Linked DNA regions of Danio rerio: region 1 is linked to region 2. A link is a contact called in public Micro-C data. All regions are on one chromosome and are shown on one strand. Each heading gives the region's core, a stretch centred on a gene start, on an enhancer-like site or on the middle of the called end of the contact. The rest is flanking DNA. Distances are from core to core; before and after follow the strand shown.

Region 1 (5,524 bases), core at 2,252-4,751, 33 kb after region 2:
GCTGTATCCAAACTTATGCATTTTCATACCCTAACCCTAACTAAAATGCATTAGTGTAAATGAGGCCTGAGAGTGTATGGGTGTTTCCCAGTATTGGGTTGCGGCTGGAAGGACATCGGCTGCGTAAAACTAATGCCAGAATAGTTGCCCGTTCAATCCACTGTGGCAACTGTTGATAAATAAGGGACTAAGCCGAAGGAAGATGAATGAATGAATGAATATAAAAAGATTTGAATTTAATTTGTCAAAATTAGTAGCGGCATTGTTTATTATTTTTTTATTTCAAAACCTCATATTTGCACAAATGATATCTCCCCAACAAAATATTGAATATCATGAATTCACATGTTTTTCCCCGTTTGTTGAAAGTGGTTTTCTCCAGTGGGATAATGATCGTGTCGCCCTCTGCACCTTGTCATAATGAATACTCTGCTCTGGAGTACATGTGAGCACCTAACGATATTATCCCTGATAAAAATACCCTCTAATCTGATAATGCCCCTGCTAGCGTTGACATCAGTGTGTCTTTTAAACCAGCATCTCCACATTTTCTGCTTTAGATCTCCATTTTTCTGCTGTGTGTTGACCTTTAGCTGATATCAGACATCAGCGGTGCTCATATGGTGATGCTCAGGCTTGCGCTCGGGGCTGCTATGACTTCTCTTCAACAGTGTGTTTGTGTGTTTGTTGTTGTTGTTGTTGTTCTGTTATCAGGGCATTTTTTGGAGTTGCAGGCAGAGTATTTTTGAGGAAATGCAGAAGAAGTTCTCGCAGGTAGTGTGTATGTGTGTGTGTGTGTGTTGCATGTGTGTGTGCTTAAAGCATGATGATTCATTTGACACTAACACTCAAATGAAGACGTCAGGGCAAAGAGGGAAGCTGAGGACAAGATGCTATTTTAGGCACATGAGAATTTGAGAATGTGTGTGAATAAATAAAAAAAAGATAAATAGAAAACTCTAAAAAAAAATTTCAAAAATCAAGAAGTCTGGTTCTTTTATATGCAAAATGCTGTATTTAAATTTGCACACTGGGTGCGCTGATCTCACCATACAGTATTAAAGATGTCAAAAAAAATGATAATAAGCAGGAAAAATGCATATTTTAAAAGAATAAATAAAATTATAATAAACATGTTCTTACATCTGCAATTAATTTGAACATGCTTGATCTTTCTCCCCTAGTATGTACAGTGTATTTGGGTAATAACTCAATAATAATTTATGTTAATATTTATATTTTTTATATAGAATATGATTTTGTTTCGTTAAAATGGTTTAATTAATTAGACACATGTAGGACTACAACTAACGATTATTTTAACAATCGAATGATCTGTCGATTATTTCTTCGATTAATCGATGAATTGGATAAAAACAAAACAAGAAAAGCATTCATTTCCAACCCTTTATTAAAAAATGCTCATCCGTGAGCTGTAATAATAATAATAATAATAATAATAATAATAAAAACATTAATAAAATAGTTTTGTCCTGTTTTTAATCCAAATATCTAAAAAAAAAAAAAAAATCAAGATACATACTAGACAGATGAAATAGCAAAAAATGATGTCTTGTTTTCTGAAATAAACCCACCTCAAAATAAGTGATTAGTGGCTTAAGACAAGCAAAAGTATTTGCAAATTATTTGCCAATGGGGTTAGAAAAATAATCTTAATAAGAAATAATCTCAAACAGAAGTTAAGCATCACTTATTTGTGTTATTAATTATTTTTTAGATATTTGGACTGATAATTAGACAAAATGACAGAAAGAAAGAAAAGAAAGAAAGAAAAGCAGCTTTGCAGTGCAGCTATACTTGACAACAAATGGAAAAATGAATGATCCAAAAAAAAAAAAAAAGGCGAGTAAATAAAAACATGTCTTAAGTCTTGCAAAGTGCAAAGTAACTTTACCACTGCTGCCTTACTACTGTGGTTAACCCTTTTGCTTGTGAGTTTTAAAGATTCTGGAACCAGGAGTCAGTTTTGTTAGGTGAACATTATTTTTGAACGTTCAGCCTTAATGTTTCACCAAATCATCTGGTGAAATTATATTCATATTGCGGCAAAATAAAATATCGCATTATTTATATATATATATATATATATATATATATAAAAGCATCATATTCAATGCATATTTTCAAATATATTAAAATTTTTATTTTAATAGCTTCCGAGAATCCAAAAAGAGCCACTTATTGATAAATAATGTTTTGATAGCTGTTTTAACATGAAGTTACGATTAAATTGCCTAGTTTCAATTATGAAATAGTTTAATAACATGCAGGAAATGTTCATGGGCCAATGACATGGCGCATTGAAATGGTCTTTATTGCTACATTTGTGGAAGATTAACATGATTTATTGTTACAGCATTATGAGGTATTAAAATGCTGTAATTAAAAACATATTTGCTTTTTTATTTATTTTAAAGGGAAATGTCCCCCAGATGTTTTCTTCATGGACAAATGTTTTAATTTTATTTATAATATTGTGTAAAAGAATGAATTTTTTTCAAGTTTCAACCACCTATGAAAAACAACTTAAGTAATCTTTTTTTCTTCAAAGTAAACATCTGCTTAGCAAAAACAGGAGCATGAGATTAGATCGATTTTATATGGTTAGAGATCATGCATCACACCACAGATTTTGTAGTCAATATATAAAATCACCACAGTCCGGGCTGTAAAAAGCAATAAAACATTAAAGGGCAATAAATGGTATTACAAAAACTATTTGTCTTTTTTAAAGTATATATAGGAAGCATTCATATTGTTTTTACAGTAAGCAAGTAAAATAAATACAAAAATAAAGTTACCTTAAAGGGATAGTTCAAAGTTTCTTTCCTCTGTTGAACACTAAAGAAAACAATTTAAAGAAAGGTGAAAACCAGTAAACTGACTTGAGTAGTAGGAAAAACAATAGCTTTGGAAGTCAATAGTTACAGGTTTCCAGCTTTCTTTAAAATGTCTTTTTTGTGTTTAACAGAAGAAAGAATACCTTAAAAGTTTGAAACAAGTAATTGATGACAAATATTTACATTTTTGGGTGAACTATCCCTTTAAGTAAAGCATTTTCTGTGTTTATCCCATCAAAAGAATACAAAGAAATGTTTTGCCTGCTTCGTTCTTAGAATCCTCGGTCAGCGGTAACATGATCAGTTCTTTAGCAGACACTCAGACAGTGTATAAAAAGACCATGGCTCTGCTTTGTAAACAACACCTGTGTTACGATCCCTGGAATAAATGTGCACAAGTCAACAGGGGCACATTGTATAATGGAAGAATCTTCCAAATGGGTTATTTTTTTTAAACACAAATTACTCAAAGTCATTTGTAAGCAATGGGGAGCCCAGCAACTAACAGAAACTAGCTGGAACTCTCCGCTTTAAACTTACAAAGAAAGGTGAGGAAAAAAGTGTAACGATTTGGGGAAAGCTGCGACAGAGAAACAGAGCGAGAGGATCCGCCTCCTTTCATTTTATAGCCTTTTTTTCCCCAGCTCAATCAATAAGTAACTAGAGAAAGCAAAGCAAAAAAGATAAAACAATATTGACCCTATTGACTCTAGACCTGGGTGTACATAAGACGCATGTAACAACTTGCAATTAATCAACACTACTACTTTCAGAGTCAACAATATGCCTTTGACTGCATAATGCAACCCTAAAAACCTAAACCATAACTTCAATTTTCTAAGCCAGACAACACAGGCTCATTGGAAATAAATGCTTCAGCCTATATTTTTGTAATAACATACATTTAACTGCAGATTCTAGGTAAAAAAAATAAGGTTACGGGGCAGTACGACGCCAGCTACTTTAGTTCCTTTTCACTATAATGATATTTACGGAGGCATATTTCTTTCTTTGTAGCTGCATGTCACCCTGTGTCGCTAGTGGGAGTTCCCACCATAAAGGCCCGTTCACGCCGGGACGCTTATTGCTAACATTTTCCGTCAATGTTTAGCACCTCGTGACTAAACAAAGGGCGGCAATGTGATCCTGCAAACCAACGCGCAAAATGCCAAGCAAAAAAGCGTCATTTTTGAAGAAACGCCTCATGCTTGTTTTTTTTTTTTGTTTTTTTGATGCACCACATCAAAACCTTCTCCACCAATCAGATTGCCACTTTTGTTTAAGTGCACGGAGCTGTTGAAGTTACAGTAAACAGCACTTGGAGGCGCTCAAGCGCAAAACTTTTAATGCGAACGCACATTGAAGAAGATGCCCAGAGGCGACATGAACGTGGAGCTGCTTATTGCACTGGTGAACAAAAATCATTTCTTCGCTGGAGCTGCTACTTGAACCATCCATGATTGTTCGAATTGCCAGTAACTTCAACAACAAGCGTGTCAACTTTCTGTCTTCTTCTTCTGTGTTACAAGCGGGTGTCAGAAGCTTAAAGTTGTTTAGCGCTATCTAACGTCAAGGAGTGATTTTGCGTTTTCTTCTGCTCGACGCCAGTTAAAATTGCTTTGGTTTGAATGCGGAAAAATGTCTCAAAATCCTGACGATACACACAAATGAAAAACCTTTTGATGTGTATGAGCCTTAAGCCTGATTTATACTTCTGCGTCAAGTGACCTGCGTAACCCACGGCGCATGCAACGCGCGTGGCTGTGCATTTATACTTCTGCGCGCTGTCTCTGTTGGTCTGCATTAACACTTCCGAAACGCTAGTTGGCAGTGACGTGTAAATGTTCCTCTGTGTCGAGTTTCTTCGCTGCTTTTTTGCTTTTCCTGAACACTTCCGGGATGTACAAGTGGCTCAAACTCACTCATTTTGAGGCAGCAACCGGCGGACGTGCAACAACTTTAACTATGAGGTAAACACAAAACAAAACTTTCCATCCGGAGCTCCTTCACGGGACTCCACACTTCTAAACAATCGCTACATTGGGTTCGCTCTCGGTCCCACCCCGACTCGTCAGCGCTACCAAGCCGACCAATCACAGAGCTTGCGCTACGCGTTGTTGCGACGTGTAGTTACATTTTTTTGAGAGGTGCACGTCAGCGACGGCCACGGCGAAGGGCTATGCGTCAGCGCTGTAGCATACGCCGGTGTTTGACACAGAAGTATAAATCAGCCTTTAAGGTTGCTTAGGTAATGTTCATCATGATTCACTGGGAATGAATGAGTTTATGTGCCAATGAAGTTGTCAAAAGTATAAAGTTCAGTACCAATCGGTACTTGTGTTGTCACGATACTGGAATTCGATATATTAATCGGTACTGCAGTTTTAAAAAAGTCCATTTCACAGTGGTGAGTTCGGGGATGACTTTCACGGTCACATGAACACAATGGCAAATCAGCACTGTTCAAAAATGTGCTCAACAGTGCTCAAATGCTAGCAGGAAATGGATTTTTAAAATTTCAGCACCAAATAGTTTCAAATTCCAGTATCGTGACAACACTAATCGATACAGAATTCAAAAAATGTTCATGCTGATCTGTGTAGATCAGGGGTGCCCAAGCTCGGTCCTGGAGGGCCGGTGTTTCGCATATTTTAATTCCAACC
Region 2 (4,951 bases), core at 150-2,649:
TTTTTTGTATCAAATGTGTCCAAAAAATGTAATCACAACCTTTTAACAACGTGAAACCAACATTTTTACAACGTTTTTGTGTGATGGGATGTCGTAATATCTAAAAAACTAGCTAACTGTAGTTAGCCTACATTAAAAAGTTGTTTACGCTAATTAGTAGCTTACTTGATTTTTGGAATCTGATTAGGATGAGAATTTTTGAAAAATAGTTATATTCTTCATTTCACTTTGAGTGTTGAAAAAAGAAGTGAACACGAAAGCACGCAGCACTCACGAAGGAGGCAAAGTTCACTTATAATGAAGATTTTTTTTCGACAGGCTAAAGTGTGACCTCAGATTAAGTTTAGTGTTTCACAACTATGCTAAGTCTCGCATTACATCACATTATTATTTAGTTTGCTAACTGTTAGTTTACACTTTCAGCTGTTTTATAATGTCCACAGACAGCGAGTGTTGTCGGAAGTGACGCAGATTTATGTGAAGTCTTGCGAAAGTGCGTGGCGGCCATTTTTCCTCCATTGATTGCTGTTTTTGCTTACAGTCCAGCAAGAAAGAAAGTAACTCAAATTAAACTGGATTACGAGCCATTTAGACAATAAATGGTTTCTCTGCTCAATAAAAAAATATATTGAAAAAGGCTAGAGAGACTGCTGTATTTCATCTAAAAACCACCTTATGACAGTACGAAAAACAAGTAATAGTAACGTACAAAATCGAAAACAAAGAAGAATAAAGAATGTATTTATGCGACACATTTATTATGAAGAAAATGAACATTAAATAGAGAAAAAAATAGGTGAATTCATGATTTGAATTCGACATTATAACACAAAAAAAGTATTTGCAATGTTGTGAAGTTCGAATTTATAACGTTTAAAAAAACATAATTTGTTGTATCAAATGTGTCCAAAAAATGTTATCACAACCTTTTAACAACATGAAACCAACATTTTTACAATGTTTTTGTGTGATGGGATGTCGTAATATCTAAAAAACTAGCTAACTGTAGTTAGCCTACATTAAAAAGTTGTTTACGCTAATTAGTAGCTTACTTGATTTTTGGAATCTGATTAGGCTGAGCATTTTTGAAAAATAGTTATATTCTTCATTTCACTTTGAGTGTTGTGAAAGAAGTGAACACAATGAAAGCAAGCAGCACTCACGAAGGAGGCAAAGTTCACTTATAATGAAGACATTTATTCGACAGGCTAAAGTGTGACCTCAGATTAAGTTTAGTGTTTCACAACTATCACGCTAAGTCTCGCATTACATCACAATATTATTCAGTTTGTTAACTGTCAGTTTACACTTTCAGCTGTTTTATAACGTCCACAGACAGCGAATGTTGTCGGAAGTGACGCAGATTGAAGTGAAGTCTCGCGAAAGTGCGTGGCGGCCATTTTTCCTCCATTGATTGCTGTTTTTGCTTACAGTCCAGCAAGAAAGAAAGTAACGCAGATTAAGCTGGATTACGAGCCATTTAGCCTAAAAGTAGTCTCCCCGACATCGACTCGTTTCTCCTAACACGCTCAGAATGCTGTCCCAAAGCCAATCGCAGGGCTCCTGTTGTTGACAGCGGACCGCGGCTGGATGATCAGATGGAAATGGTGCCCAGCGAAGAAAAGCAGCTTGTGCCCAAAGAGGTAAGAGATGATCGACCTCAAATAACACACACTCAAATCACACCATCTCCCTATTAAAAAAATCGCAATGTAAGCTAGAGAATCGCGTTTAAACGCAGCGGAGGAGAGACTGAAAAGTGCGTGTCAGGATTGTGAGTTGAGCGGCTAGCAGAGTGTTAGCTGTAGCTCAGCTAACTATCAGTCAACAAGTCCTTACAACAGATTGAATACGTTCATAACCAATATATACCGGAGATTTATGGAATTAGTAGACCTAATAACATGTTGTCATGTGTGCTGTGATGCTGTTTACTCTCTCCTCAGCCCGCAAAGTGTCCTGCAGGAGTGAGTTTTGGGAGGTGCTAAAGTGTGCGCCATAGTTTATGTTAGCAGCTCAGATTAGACTGCTTGATTTAATCCACATCGCATCATTTACATCACAGACATAATTCAGATTAGACTCGTATGCTTTATTTGAGGAATGATGACCCCTGCTTTGATATTTGAATGATGTCAACATCGGCCGAATGTGTTTTTTGTTACTATTGTTATTATAAATGACCAAAACAAACAAACAAAAAATCTTGTACAGTTTCAGTTTCAATGCACATTCTTTTTTAACGCGGATGTGTTTTAGATCTGACGGGAATAGAGTTTATCTTCCTCATCAACACTTGCATAACAAAATAATATTTTTAGTGACATTTGAACTCTCAATTTTCGAGATGCGTACTCTTTTTGGTCTTTATGCTAATGGTGATTTCATTTTTGAATGCTGTAAAACATGTTATATGTGGTAAAGTGTAAATCAATAAAGCAAGATCTTTTAAAAATTCTTAATGACGGTAACATTTGTATTCATGCAAAAAACAACAACAAAACATTGTAGCAACTGGTTGTTTGATTGGCTGATTTAAAACAACAAATAGGTGTAATGTATATACACACACGCAGTCGTATAGTTGAAGTCAGACTTATTATACAGAGCTAACCCCTTTTAATTTATTTTTCTTTTTTAAACATTTTTCAAATAATGTTTAACAGAGCAAGGAAATTTTCACAGTATGTCTGATAATTTTTTTTCTTCTAGAGAAAGTTTTATTTGTTTTATTTCAGCTAGAATAAAAGCAGTTCAAAATTATTAGCCCCGTTAAGTTATATTTTCTTAATGGTCTACAGAACAAAAGATCATTATACAATAACTTGCCTAATTACCCTAACCTGCCTAGTTAACCTAATTAACTTTGTTAAACCTTTAAATGTCACTTTAAGTTGTATAGAAGTGTCTTGAAAAATATCTAGTCAATTATTATTTACTGTGTTCATGGGAAAGATAAAATAAATCAGTTATTAGAAATGAGTTATTAAACTATTATGTTTAGAAATGTGTTGAAGAAATCTCTCCGTTAAACTGAAATTGGGGGAAAATATAAACGGGGGGCTAATAATTCATTGGGGCTAATAATTCTGACTTCAACTGTATATTCATAATCAAAACAATAATAAGACCATATGTATGCAGACATACATGCTATGACATTTACACAGCTTCATACATGAAGTGCACAATACAACATTTTTAGATCTTTCTGTTGCGCATACACTACTGGTCAAAGTTTGGGGTCTTTTTCTTTCATGTTTTTTTTATGAAAATTATTTTGTTTATCAAGGTGGCATTCGTTAAATGTAAAAAGAAACTGTTAAATATTTATTTAAAAATATTTAGATGTTACTTATTGTATGTACTTTTAAATGATATTATTAGTCCTTACATTATTGTTTTTATTACTATTACCATTATTATTATTATTAATAATAATAATAATAATAATAATAATAATAATAATAATAATAATAATAATAATAATACAATATATAATAATAATAATAATAATAATAAAAATAATAATCATAAAAACAACAACAACAACAATTATTATTAGAGTGATTTCTTAAGGATCATGCGACTCTGAAGACTGGAGTAACACTGGAGTGTGTGTGTGTGTGTGTGTGTGAAATTTTGAGAACAGTTTCCATCCAAAGGTGTGAATTAGACACAAAACTGGAATATGGCAGAAAATATTTGAAAGTAAAGAACTGTTTCCATCCATGTAGGCAATGACAATAAAATTGTGTCTTCATGATAAATTTGTTGCCAAATATCAAAAATAAATATTAAAATTGGCTACAGTAGGCAGTAGGGCTGCACAATATTGGAAAAATTAGTCATGACAATTTGGCAATATTTTTTTTTTCTCTGCGATTATATATTTTGTGATACAAATACATTTTCTCAAAGTCACTACTTTAGATTGACTGGGATGATTTTGCAGGGGAGTGAAATATAAATATATTTTTATGTAATTTATTATACACATATAATAAACAATAGAGGTGTGAACCTACACTGGTCTCACGGTTCGGAGAGAATGACAAGCCAGGAGAATAAAAACAAAGGAAGTGACCATTTTTAAATAGACAGCCGAGACATTACATTGTAATAACATATACATATAATAACGAGCCATGGTCGACCAAAGCTTAAACAAACCTCGTCGTCGTCTTGATGAACATCCACAAAACCAAGAAGAACGAAACCTGCTGTGCCTTGTTGTTGTTTTACGAGGCCGACTAATAGCGCGAGTGGTTTCACTTTCTCCAGGGAGCTCAGTTGTGCGTCTATATTTGAAATAACTAACTTATTCAGCAGATGATGATAAAAACGTACGCTTGATTCTTGAAGTGCTTACCATCGGTACCCTTTTGATAGTAGAAACACATGCCTGATAAAGGTGACCCGTACCGTAACACTCAGTGGAAACGGGTCGTTAGAGTGATAGTTCATCCAAAAAATGAAAACTTGCTCACTATTTACTCACCCTCAAGTGGTTTCAAACATTCATGAGCTAATTTATTTCTTAATAAATTTGAACTACCTCTTTAAAATCAAAACTTTACATAATATTCCAAAATGTACATAAAATAGGTGGATGGAAACATAGCTACAGTGATTTAAATGCAAAACCTTTTAAAACCACAATGTAAAATCTTGTTTTTTAGTACATTGTTATAACATAAACATCCTTGTAGTATGAACTTAATTCTTTATCAGTGTTTTTTATTTTATCAAGGGCTGTTTATGTTGTCACTGTTGGTGCTGTGAGTTCACCGGTGAGCGTCAGGGGTTCAGACTAAATTTAGAATGGGATTAATCCGTTCAAATGGGCGACAATATAAAAAGTCATTTTGAATTTAGCCTGAAATAAATGATTGTTTTTGACCCCATTTGATCTTACAAGTTGTTCTGCGGGACTGCTAATGGTAACTGT

Evidence for each region. Hi-C and Micro-C count contacts between places; a contact is called where the count stands out from the background.
Region 1: a Micro-C map of caudal fin shows a contact between it and region 2, with 2.0 times the contacts expected there. The contact joins the enhancer-like site here to the promoter of usp47 in region 2. A contact is called at or near these places in 4 of 18 Hi-C or Micro-C datasets (caudal fin, embryo and hematopoietic stem cells).

Annotation. Positions count from the first base shown.
Region 1 is chr7:70,847,525-70,853,048 of GRCz12tu, forward strand. The region is part of intron 1 of usp47 (ubiquitin specific peptidase 47); the gene reads left to right. Among named protein-coding and RNA genes, the nearest start is that of usp47, 32 kb to the left of the region's middle. Within about 2 kb of position 3,502, at least 7 of the 62 cell types and tissues checked have an H3K27ac peak or open chromatin away from gene starts, as enhancers often do.
Region 2 is chr7:70,816,486-70,821,436 of GRCz12tu, forward strand. usp47 (ubiquitin specific peptidase 47) reads left to right here and starts at 1,400. Exons shown (of 28, transcript NM_001331129.1): 1 at 1,400-1,643. The coding sequence starts at 1,599.